Regions from separate parts of the Hordeum vulgare genome. Here region 1 is linked to region 2. The links are chromatin contacts, called in public Hi-C maps. All regions are on one chromosome and are shown on one strand. Each heading gives the region's core, a stretch centred on a gene start, on an enhancer-like site or on the middle of the called end of the contact. The rest is flanking DNA. Distances are from core to core; before and after follow the strand shown.

Region 1 (6,850 bases), core at 840-3,339, 910 kb after region 2:
TGAGAGTCGTCTCATTTCCTGTCCTTCTTGATGAGTCCACAGGGTTAAGTACATCGACACACACTCTCTAGTCCGAGGCCACACTCGGCTCAATACAACCCTGGCCCACGGCTCACTCATCCTCTTCCTACTGCTTGTCAACTCATACACTTGTATCACGTGTGACACACGTTGCATGGGTTAATGGGACAGAATTAGGAGAGTAAGGTTGGGTTTTTTTACCTTCGAAATAAGAACTAGGCATGTATTTTTGAGCATTCTACACTCTCCCCGCTCTTCACAATATACAAGGGGCAATGCTACAAATCAACTAGATGATAATGAACAAACATAAGCCGCCTCGCAAGCAGTCAGATTGCTCGATGTGTAGATCTTAGATTTGGTCAACGCAGAAGACGCACACAACTGCTCGTAGTCAAATCCAAGCACGCCTCCTCTGCAACGATGCTGCTCTGTCAATCTCACCTCACCATGGCGACTGCGCTGGCGACATCGCATCACTTGGGCCATCAGTAGAGCTCCAACACTGCAGCACCAGAGCCACCGGTAGAGCTCCAACGCAGCAGCACTAGAGCCGATGGAAAACAAGCTTTAAAGCAACACTGATGACCCCCCGGGGAAGCTCCACTGCAGCTCCATGGCAGCACCGCAACGCAAAAAAGGTCCACACAACACCGTCGGCGTCCCGGTGAAGCTCCATTGCAGCTGCAGCAGAGCTCTATTGCAGCAGACGCGCTCCATTGCAGCCACTGGCGTGCGGTGTTCCGGCGAAGCTCCATTACAGCCCCAGCCGCGACGGGGCTCCATTGCAGGCACGGTGGTGTTCATTCGCAGACAGACGCGCTCGATTGCAGCCACCGGGACACTCCATTGCAACTTTGAGCTTGCCACTGAAGCTCCATAGCAGCTCCGAGCGCCGCCGGTGAAGCTTCGTAGGATGCACCTATGAAGCTTCCTTGCAACACCAGGTTCTGAGCCTCCGCGCGGGCACTGCACCGCAACATGGGGAGCCACCGTTGAGTGCTCCACTACAGCACTGTCCGGTGCATGCGACGGTAACATCTCATGACGTGATGGCGACGGGGTGCTGCGATGAAGCTCATGACGGGCCACTTATGTTGTTGTGACAGAGCTGCTCCGACACAGATACAACACGTTGTGGTTGTCGTCGTTCTCCTCCTACTCCGTTAGTTTGTAGTAGCGACGGGGTGTGGTGGTGTGGGGTGGGGGTGGCGAAGAGAGATAGAAAGGGGAAAAGAGAGGAAAGAGATGAGTGGAGGAGGAGATTGCGTGCGGGGAGAAGATAAGGCTAGACACAGCGGTGACGGGTCCATAGGGACAAGTATCCACCAGAGGACGCGGCTTACATTTTCTTAATTTCATCTGTTGATAATAAACGTTTTTCATATACAAAACCATTGTTTCCATAAATATCATGGTGTTTTTAAAAAACACGTGTCATAAAACCGTGTAGTGCTTTTGTAGGAAACGTCGAGGAAAGTTCAGTTTTTAAAGCAATTTCAACAGGGCGATCCATTTCGTCCGCCGCCGTCCGTTTGGATCCGCGCGGACAATAGTGATGGTCCAACGCACGGACCCATTGCCAAAACGTGTCCGCTTCGCGTCCGTGCCGATCCATTTTCGGCTCAAATTTAGGACAGAAATGCATCGACGCGGACGCGTACGCATCCTCTCTGTGTCCGCATGTGGCCGGCCTGGCCTACTTATCACACAACCACCCACCCACCTCTGTCTGCTTATTTAATTCGTTGGTCCATCCCCAACCATCTCTCTTTTATTATTTTAATACTACAATATTGTTGTTCATGTGCTTTCTGTTGGATACATGTGCCGACCCATTTACAAAAAGAACACGGATAGACCGACGAAAGACCCAAACGGACAAAAAAAAACGCTGTCCGTTTGAATCGCCCCCTTAAAGTTGCTCTTACCTTTTCTTTAGATCAGTTTTTACTTCCTCTCCCGTGTATGCACTATGCCGGACGCACTTGCTCACTGTAAATAGAAAATGTCGCTTTTTTTTGAGCGGTAGAAATTGTGTTATTTGGTTGCACCGTTCCACACATGGGCCACCGGCCTGCGGATCACTTGGGCCCTTCCTTCCCCATCGGATAAAATCCCAGCGCCTCGCTTTGCGGCGGAGACGAGCCGGACCGGCGGCAGCTGAAGCCTGAGAGCGGCACGACGATGATGGCCGCAGCGAGAATGGCCTTCGCATCAAGCTGTCGCGTTCACCTCCGCCTCCCTTCCCCGCCTTCAACCCCCATCCTCGCCAGGACCCGAGTTGGCTGCAGGGGCATAGCCAAATCCATCTCCTTCTTGGCACCGTTGTCTGCTGCGAGATCCGCCAAACATGCCGCCCTCTTCTGCTCTTGCTCCTTGCCTTCCTCCGACGCCGTCGTCGCACCGGCACCTACGCACGCGGCCGTAGAGGAGAAGAAGCCGGCGCCCGCGGCTGGGGAGGAGGAGAAAGGCGAGGTTCCGGTGGGCGAGCTCGCTGGCCTCCTGGACATCCGGGTGGGGCGGGTCGTCAAGGCGTGGCTGCACCCGGAGGCGGATACTCTCTACGTGGAGGAGGTCGACGTCGGTGAGGAGCAGCCGCGCACCATCTGCAGCGGCCTCGTCAAATACCTACCCATCGACCAACTCCAGGTTATGAATGATGCATGAGAACTCGTCCATCCAAGATTTTTCAGTTATTTAGAAATGATGTACTGTACTAGCTAGTATGCTCAAGTTTTTGTATAGATCACATAAATTGCGCATTTCGGCGGGCGGGCGGGCAAGTAACTACTTATTACCAGTATCTATGTGGACGAACTGGAAATTTTAGTATGTATCAATTAAGAGCAACATCGCTATTAGATGAAGTGTACAGCTTACTTAATGATTATGCTGGAAGTGTCGATTCACTTGGTGAGATAATACCAGGTGCCAACCTTCCTGAATTTACCAGGATTGGTCTAGCTTGAGCCAAGATCCTCATGCTTCACTCTACGATTGCATTCAGTTTGTTTATTGACGTCTTTGGGTATATAGATGGTCTGCAATGAAGTGCAAGTTATTTTCTTCTATTTTACTGAATATACTGATGACATCAGCTATGGCATGCGATCTATGCAGGACAGCAATGTCATTGTTCTTGCTAACCTGAAACCAAGAAACATGCGCGGCATCAAGTCTAATGGCATGCTTATGTGTGCCTCTGATGCTTCTCACGAGGCTGTTGAGTTGCTCACCCCTCCAGAAGGTTCTGTTCCTGGTGAAAGGGTATGGTTTGGATCTGAAGATGAAAAGAGTCTTCAATCTGAACCTGCAACGGGAAACCAGGTATCACTTATAATTTAGACATTTGTCTTGGCATTGTCTCTTGACGATTCCAGTTATGCTAAGTAATGCAGATTACTACAGTTAGTATCCTTAAGCCCTGTGTATGTTGTCCGCTTAACTGTATAAAGATTTTCCTTAATGTTCTACATTTTACCATGAACAACATTATTTTGATTAAATGTTGCTCACAACAGCTCCAATGCACAATTCAATGTAGTCATAGCTGATGAACGAGACAGGTACATGGAAGGGATCAATTTTAGTTGCAACTGGTAACGATGGGTAGTACATTATGCATTCACATATGAACCAGGACACAACCACTTAAGATTTGTTGCATGAATTTCGGAGCAAGGAGCATGATGTTATATATGTAGTATAAGCCATGTGTATTTTTATCTAGTACTGTACATAGTTACAACCCATGTCCCACTTGATATATTGGTCACAAAACTATTACCTGAAATTATCCATATTTTGTGCAACTTCTTTTCAAAATATATGATGCTTATGTAAACCTAGTGAGCAAGATTAATGTATTGAAAACAGATTTCTTGCCAAATTCCACACAGTTTATTCTACATCGAGTCATTTGCAGAGACAGCTTACACGGCTAACTGCCACATCGTTGTCTTTCTTTCTTTGTGATGTACTCTCTCCGTTTCTAAATATAAGACTTTTTAGAGATTCCAATGCGGACCACATACGGATGTATATAGACATATTTTAGAGTGTAGATTCACTCATTTTGCTCCCTGTGTAGTCCATATTGGGATCTCTTAAAGGTCTTATATTTAGGAACGGAGGGACCGAGGGAGTATTACTCATTCTTAGTTCTGCATAATACAGGTCTGCACCTTATGCAGACTAAATTTGGTGAGAAAACCTGCAGAGAAAACTGATATCTCACTGATAGTTTCTGGGAACTCTGTGGATTCTTGAGAGGCAATCCCTGGTTGTTAGGTCATAAAACGCTTAGTAAAATATAAGTGGTAAAATACTACTCCCTCCGTTCCTAAATATAAGTCTTTTAAGAGGTTTCACTAAAAAAGTACATACGGATGTATATAGACATACTTTAGAATGTAGATTCATTCATTTTGATCCGTATGTAGTCTCCTAGTGAAATATCTAAAAAGACTTGCGTGCCCTTCCATCACTACTGTGATTGGCAAGATTAAGGATGAGGCTGTTCTTTGGGCCAAAGCCGGAGCTTTGGGCCTCCGCGTCCTATTGCCGCAGACCTGGGATGTGCACTAATACCCCTGTAATTGCACTGTAATTTGCCTCCTAGGAGGATTGTACCAAACCCTCTCTTTTTAATACAATGAAAGCAAAAGCTTTTTGCGTTTTCTCGAAAAGAAAAAAAAGAAACGGAGGGAGCATGACTCTTTGTTTGTGTGAAAATAATATAAAAAATTCAAAATCTTGATAGGCCTAGAGCCATCTCGCTTTTTGTCCACTCCGATGAATCCAACCTATGTAAGAGATTATTTTGCAGAAGTGAGTTACCATGGAACATACTTTGCAGCAACACAGCTCATGGTTTGTTGTATTTTTGCCAGGTTCAAAAGAAAAAGATTTGGGAGTCTGTTCAGCCTCACCTTAAGACAACGGATAACTGCATAGCAATTCTTGGTGAGCAACCAATGCGCACCTCGGCAGGCATGGTTTTCTGCAAATCGTTGCAGGGTGCAAGAGTGTCATAATTCTGATTGAAGAGATGATCTCTTCTTCCTTTTTGGCTGTATCGTTATAGCGGGAGTGAAATCTTCAATGGAAATATTGCCTCGAAGGATATTTTTATTGATAGTATCCACATTTTATAGTTTCTCAGTATCAAAGCTCAAATGTGAGCCCATGGATGGAATTTATCTTCTCCTCCACTTCAATCCAAGGTTAATAATTGAATTTTGCATGATAGTATTAACAAACCTGTTTTGGTCATTAGACTTTTAAATGCTGATTTTGCATCTCTGCGGCTGGAATAAGTTATGACTTTGGTTGGATCACGAAGGGTGTAGCTGGAGCCACCAGATGGTCCTCCAATTAGAGTAGTGATCTAAAACGTAATCTCATTTATTTTGGAGTAGTTCTTTCTGTTTTCTTCTGATTTCATGCCTTACTGGTAAAGGTTGCACGTATAGATTATCACCTCCGTTCTGAATTATAAGGCGTGGTTTCAATATTTCAATATGGACCACATACACACTAAAATAAAATGTGTACAGAATTTGCGGGTACTACCTCCGTCCCGGTGTATAAGTCTTCTAGGTCGACAATTTAACTATCTAAATATGTATCATTTGTAACAAAAAATATATATTTAGAAACTATATTCGTGTAGAAATCTAGTGATATATTTTTCATAACATATAACATATATTTAATTCTTTAAATCGGTGACCTAGAATTACGCGAATGACTTATACATCGGAATGGAGGGAGTACTAAATTTATAATAAAGACCATTAATGGAGCTCTAAACAAGAAATAGAGTTAATTACACTTGGGGTACATAAACTTTCGTTGCTGTAACGTAGTCATACATGAAAAAAAAACCCAGAAAAGTAGTGCATTAACTCTGATGCGGTAACATTTGGGCACAAAAGTGTTCGAAACGCGTCGCGGCGGTAGCCACGTCGGAAGGGGGCACGCGTCGGCTGTTGCTTCGGCTTGGCTGAGCATTTTTCATAAACCCCCTTGGGTGGTGAGCATTTTCCATAGACCTCCGTTCTTGATATAACTGCCCAGCTGTCCAGAAACCCTCCCTAACCCATCTTCTTCTGTCTCGAGCAGACCGCTGCCTCCGACACGGCTGTGGTTCTCCATCGACGGCATTGGTGTCGGCACCGTCGATCGACGCGACATGGAGCCGCTCCTCCGGGAACCGGGGTTGTTCCCTCCAGAGTACGGTATGAGCCCTCCCTCCCCCCTTTCTCGTCGCGGCACACCCCTGTTTCTGTGTGTGATGGGACGGATTTTAGGTCGCAAAGGTTGGTGTTTTCGGTGGTAGATTAGTTGTGCAGGATAGATTATTATTGTAGGAGGTTGAAGGAAGGACGGATTTTGGCTTTACGGGGTGTCGATCATGACCGAAGGTTGGTGGTCGCTTTAGGGTTAAATTAGTGGGGATTGATTATTGTTGCTGATCCAAGTGTGTAGAATGAGTTATGTTATGAATTTCCAAATGTTTGACAACAATCGACCAACAAATTTGTAGTTTTTACGTGACCCCTTGTTTCTGTCTGAACATGTTCAGTTTTAACGACCCCTATTTCTGTCTGAATGTTCAGTTTTTACCTCACCCCTGTTTCTGTGTGAATGTTCAGTTTTACCTGACCCCTGTTTCAGTGAATATATCAACAAATTTTTGTAATGTAGTTGATTACCTGTGTCGTGCTTCCTATCTAATTCTGAATATTGCTTTTCATTTTTTCAGTTACTTCAGGAGAAGAAAGTCTTTTGTTCTGAGTAGAGTTTGAGCATAATGGCATAC
Region 2 (6,153 bases), core at 1,767-4,266:
GAGGAAGAGGTAGGTGGGCTGCCTTGGCCCCTCCTCCAAGGAGGAGAGGTTTGGTCGAGCCAAGGGGAAGAGTCCTCCTAACACAGGGAGGTGGACTCCCTTGGGAGGACTCCTCCTCCACCTGCTCTTTGGCCCTTGGCGCATGGGCCTCTTTGGGGTTGGCCACCCAAGCCCACCAGGGGCTGGTGCGCCACCTCCTAGGCCCATGTGCCCCTCGGGGTGGGTGGCCCTCTCGGTGGACCCCCGGTGTAACGCCCAATATGCGATCCTATCCTTATTTTGACGTGAGGGCCTCGACAGGGATAGGAACACATCTCGTCGTTTTACAAGAATGGATATTTTTACAAGTACATGTATTGAAAAGATGAGTATATGGAATTGGCTTACACTCGCCACAAGCTACATCAAGTTCACATCAGTACAACAGCATAATCAATCATCATGAAGAAGAGCACGGTCCGACTACGGACGAAAAAAAGATAAAAGAACGACGTCCATCCTGGCTATCCCAGGCGGCCGGCCTGGAACCCATCCTAGATCGATGAAGAAGAAGAATAAACTCCAAATAGAACAATCATCACGCTCACGTCAAAGTAACTCTTTACCTGCACCAACAACTGTTGTTGTAGTAATCTGTGAGCCACAGGGACTCAGCAATCTCATTTCCAAAGGTATCAAGACTAGCAAATCTTAATGGGTGAGGTATGGTTAAGTGGTGAGGCTGCAACAAGCGACTAAGCATTTATTTGAGGTGGCTAACTTAAGAATACAAAAATAAAAGAGGGGTATGATCTACGCATAGTGGACGTGAACTACTGATGATCAAATGAATGATCCTGAATACCTACTTACGTCAGACATAACCCCGTTGTGTCCTCGATTAGAGAAGGATCTCACAAAAGAGACAGTCACGGTTACGCACCCAGTTGACATATTTTAATTAAGTTTACTTCAAGTTATCTAGAACCGTATGTTAAACAAAGTTTCCAAGTTGCCACATAACCACGGGCACGGATTTCCAAAAGATTTAACCCTGCAGGGGTGCTACAACTAGTCCATCGCAAATTACCACAAGCCGCATAGAAAGCCTCGATCACGAAACTCGTGATCTCCTCGGATTCCTTAGTGGAAAACATCAACTCTTAGATAACACAAAGCATCACCGGAATCCCGATGCACAAGATATTTTCTAGAAGGTAAAACAAATCCAGCAAGGCCGCCCGACGTGTCGACAAACCCGATAGGAGCCGCGTATCTCGTTCTCAGGACACGACCAGATGGGACTAGCTACGAGTAAAACCAAACCTCAAGTTTCCTCGCGGTGGCCCCCGAGGTAGCCCGTTTTGGACCAACACTCATGAGGAGCACTGGCCCGGGAGTTGATTAATTATCCACGGGGTGATCAACCCTATGTGGTTCATTAGTTAATTAGGCAATTATAGTACAAAAGTTGGGCATTGCCAGACCAGTTTTAATCTAAGACGAATTATCAAGGGGGTCCCCATAACAACCCTGGTCGTGTTAGGAGCGCTCAGTTATGGAATATAACACCGGTAGCCGAAACTAGGGCGGTAAAGATGGAACAAAACACCAGGCTAGAAAGGCCGAGCCTTCCACCTTTTACCAAGTATATAGGTGCTTTAAATTAAATGGCATTAATATGGGGACATAACAAGGAACCCATGTTTTCACATGGAAGCAACTGCATCTGTAACTAGCAACGTTAACACATGGTTAAGCAAGCGATAACATAGCCAATCAGTGGTTTGCTAGGTTGTAAAAAGGTTGAAGGTTTATGGCAATGTTGACAGGCTGACATTTAATAGGTGGTAGGCAACGAGACATAATGAAAGAAACGAGACAACTAGCATGACATTGATAGTAATGGTATATAGGGAAATTATCATCTTGCTTGCGATCCCGCTTGGAAGAAGAACGAATCCGTGAAGCAGATGGACCGACGTAGTCGAACGGATCCTCACATTCCTACACGCTTATGGAACTCTACTGAGACGAAGCGAACTGAAAACAAGAATCAACACACGACATTCACCACGTCACATGCACGATATGATGCACAACCTAATATGATGCATGTCCAGTTGAATTATGCAAGGCATGGCATAGCAATTCACAACCGCCAAACACTACACATTAAGTGAAGCTCAATATGTAACGAGTTGCATATTGACGAAACTCCACATACGAGTTATTTAGTTCACTCCCGTTTTGATACATGACAGTATTAAATGTTGTTTAAACATGGAAAGAGGTGAAGCACAAATAAATTACCTATCTAGACATTTTAAATGAGGCCGGAAATGACATATAGCATTTCTGAGACGATCCCATGTGTTGACTTTGAAATTTGTCCAGATATGTCCAAAACACATTTTATTTTTGTTAAACGACAACAAAGTGGTTCACGTGAAACTACACGTCATTCTAGTCGGTTCACATATATATAGCTCATCTCCAACGGAGTTACGGTTAACTAGCTACGAATTAAACCATTTTCACATGGTATCACGCAAAACGATGCAACATAAAGGTTAAACAGTTTTAGATATGCACGAAAGTTGGAAATATTAATCTACACGAAACTCTACACGTTTTTCATATCTAATTTATTTCGATCCGACGGGTTTGAAAGATACGGGAGTTTTAAAATAGGCATCTAATGTGTAACTTTAAAATGCTCGAGCTAATTAGACAAATTCGTCGAGAGAAAAAAATGCAACGGGCCGAATCTATGCACTGGGCTGCAGTCAGTGGAAGCTTCCGGCCGACGTGCTTGGGTGTGTGGCTGTGTAAAAAATTAAACTATACATAATTTGGAGCCACTTGGACTCGAATCGAGGATCCCGCAGGTGCAGAACTGCCGAGCTAGCCAACTCGGCTAGATATGTCCTCATTTTATAAAATACATGCACTTCTAAATATCCTTAACATGCCAGAACGGATCTGAATGCAACACGAAGTTCAGTTATGGAAAGGATGCTCACAGCGGGGCCAACAGAGGCCGCGTGCATGGCCCGAAGATGGAGAGGGTCGGGGGGTTGCTCAAGGCGAGCTGCAGGCGAGGGGGCAAGGCCGTGTCCTGGCGTGGCGCGGAACGGGAGTTCCATTCCGACCAGACCCGTCACGAGATGGTGGCCCGCGACGATGGTTCCTGTGGCCATGGAGAGCTCCCGCTCGAGCACAGGAAGCAAAGACGACGCCATGCATCGGGAGGCGCGCATCGGAGGTCGGGAGGTCAAATAGCAGGGGCGTAGAGTGGAGGCGCCAGATCTAGTGGTCGAGAAGGTCCCTGCTGATGCCCGCGACGGTGGCCTTCCATGGCGTTGCTCGCTGCTCCTGTTCGAGGTTGCAAAGAGAGAGAGAGAGAGAACGAGGTGAGACTCGGGAGGAAGAAAAGAAGGGAAGGAAGGAAAGAGGAGCAGGAGAGGGGCGCGATGCTGGTCGGCCTGCTGGTGGAGCTCCGAGGAGACCGGTCGGCGAGGTGAAATTGGGGCTCCGGCAGGTGCGGCGGGAGCTGCTACTCCTGCTTGATGCCGGGCTACGGGCAGGCGGACGCGTCCATGGGGACACGAGCTGTGGGGGGAATTTGGCTGCGGTTTGGCTTGTGGAGAAAACTAGGTGGGTGGCGGCGGGACAAGATCGCTAGGAGTTACAGCGTGTTTGGCAGTCTCAGCGAAGGGGAATGGGAATTAGCAGTGGGAGTTGGCTGGAGGGTTTGGACGTGGGAAATAGTCTCCTAGTCCCATTCCCTTGTTTGGTGATTGAAAGGGGTTTTTCATGAGAATTTGATAGGGAAACTAACTAAGTAAATGGATCCACCGGTGGTATTCTATCCCTACACATACGGAGCGAGAGCAACTAACATGACAACGGTTTTTTTCCTCTCATTTTCCATTCCCTTCCTCAATTACCAGCCCCCACTAGGGAAGAGATAAGGGGAGTTTGACCCGTAACTCCCTTTCCCCTTCCCTCATTAATTCCCCTGTCCTCCAATCAAACAAGGGATTTTAAGTCCTACACCCCCCTAATTCCCATTCCCTACTACAAATTGCCCCGAAACAAGGTTTGTCCCTAATTAGGTAGAGGTGGCCTATTTATCGGCAATGGGGCTAGGTTAGGGGGGGTTTGCCCGTTTTCGAGCCATACAATCTTGATCGGACGACTACGGACGTGGGGATGGTCTTGATGGGCTAGGTGGGCTGTGTAACCATGATGTGCTGAGAGAAGAGAGGGGTTTGCGGCCCGACACAAGATTTTAAAACACCGAAAACGTTCGACGACAAAACGATGACGGTGCCGCTACCGTCGACCGTTCGGGTATCAAACGGGCTTCGATTGCGACGTAATTTGGCAGGCAGTCTACCTACACTATATTAAGACCGCGCGCCAAGTTTCGACACAATCCTAGAAAGTTTTATACACACTTTTAAAAAACAAAAATTTAATGATGCCGCGGGCGTGTGCGTGTGTGGTTGATCTCAAAACGGTCAACGACGAAAACGGAGGGAGTCGTTGATACGTCTCCAACGTATCTATAATTTTTGATTGTTCCATGCTATTATATTATCTATTTTGGATGTTTTATATGCATTAATATGCTATTTTATATTATTTTTGGGACTAATCTATTAATATAGAGCCTAGTGCCAGTTTGTGTTTTTTCATGTTTTTGAGTATTGCAGATAAGGAATATTAAACGGAGTCCAAACGGAATAAAATCTCCGGAATGATTTTTCTTGTACCAGAAGAAACCTGCCAAACTTGGAGAAGGGGGCATGAGACCTGCTAGGAGACGACCAGCCTGCAAGGCGTGCCCTAGGGGGGACGCACCCCTGGTTTGTGGGCCCCCTGCAGGCCTCCTAACCCTAATCTTCGTCCTATAAATTCCAAAATATTTCCCTAATACCAGAACGAGACAAAAAAAATTCTTTTCTGCCGTCAGGAGCCTTTCTATTGTGTGACCTTTTTAGTTCTGAAAGTGGCCAATCATCGGCTTCTATCCCCTTGTAGATTCTACGTGGGGTCTTCCCTAAAGCGCATAAACCTTTAGTCGACGTCTCAGAACACGTAGGCGGTTGCGTATTTAAAGAACCATACAATCATATTATAGTGGCTGCATAACTTTCACTTAGTCAGAGGAGTTCAAATTTGTGGCGTAGTTAAACTATCCCCCAGTGCAGTGGTGACCGGATTAGCCGAAGAGCACATATACTTACAGCATGGTTCTTGTTACAAGGACCCTTTTTTATCATGGTGTAACCACTAATGGTTTATAGTTTGACATCACATTTGGATAGTAAACTAGTTTATGCTTATCGTGACTATACATTTTTGGCTTTCTCCACTACGGAGCTTAACCATTCTGGATAGAAGCACAATCAGAGTGGTTCTCCCTTTACACTCCTAGTCGATCAAAGCGGAACATAGGAGGTAAGCATAGGAGCCGGGCAACAAAATCATTGACCAAAATCATGATTCGAAATCGATGCATCTAATGCAATATCCAAGACGCGAAACAAACATCAAACTTGAGCATAGGCCCGTTTTATAAATTTGAACCCCCGGTTGGAAGTGAGACTCATTTTGTATGTGGAAAGATACCAACTCGAGGCAAGAGTGAAAGAAAAAAACACAAAAGGTTGTGCAATGACCAAAAAGGTCTATTTTATTCATGAGGTTGAGACGTACACACCGAGCTAAAATAAGGTAAAAACCTTAGAAGATACAAAGCACATGTTAAAAAATAAAGGAGTGTGATAGAGGGCTTTAATCGGCGAGCCCTATGGCCCACAGCTTCCCTGCCACATGTTCGCACCTCCGTGTTGTTTACCAGCTTGGCCTTCTCCAATCCAAGGTTGTTGTATGTTGTCGACTCCCCCGTAAGTTATGCTTGATGCCTTCAAGAAATGGGGCCCCTGACGAAGATTGAGCCATAGCATGGCAGCTTAACGTCACTGAGGTATTCCTTCTGGCGGGCCTTTATTGTGTCAGAGAGATCACCAGGATTTGGGTGTGCGTGGATGATCCGAAGTAACACACCCTCTTGTTTTTATTCTTATGCTCCTTAAGTCCTAAGAATATTTAAGCATGAAGTTGTGTACTCTAGGTATGTGGTTTGCTACCAGAGAGTAG

What was found. A called contact is a pair of places that touch in the nucleus more often than the background predicts.
Region 1: a contact with region 2 is called in a Hi-C map of seedling, with 2.8 times the contacts expected there. The contact joins the promoter of LOC123426426 here to the enhancer-like site in region 2. A contact is called at or near these places in 2 of 6 Hi-C or Micro-C datasets (leaf and seedling).

Annotation. Positions count from the first base shown.
Region 1 is chr2H:404,301,310-404,308,159 of MorexV3_pseudomolecules_assembly, forward strand. It overlaps LOC123426426 (aminoacyl tRNA synthase complex-interacting multifunctional protein 1), which reads left to right and starts at 2,090. Exons shown (of 3, transcript XM_045110263.1): 1 at 2,090-2,673; 2 at 3,145-3,351; 3 at 4,917-5,281. The coding sequence starts at 2,209. The coding sequence ends at 5,060.
Region 2 is chr2H:403,385,460-403,391,612 of MorexV3_pseudomolecules_assembly, forward strand. No RefSeq gene overlaps it. Among protein-coding and RNA genes, the nearest start is that of LOC123430163, 100 kb to the right of the region's middle. Within about 2 kb of position 3,017, at least 3 of the 3 cell types and tissues checked have open chromatin away from gene starts, as enhancers often do. A contact at or near this core is called in leaf and seedling, where this site is marked.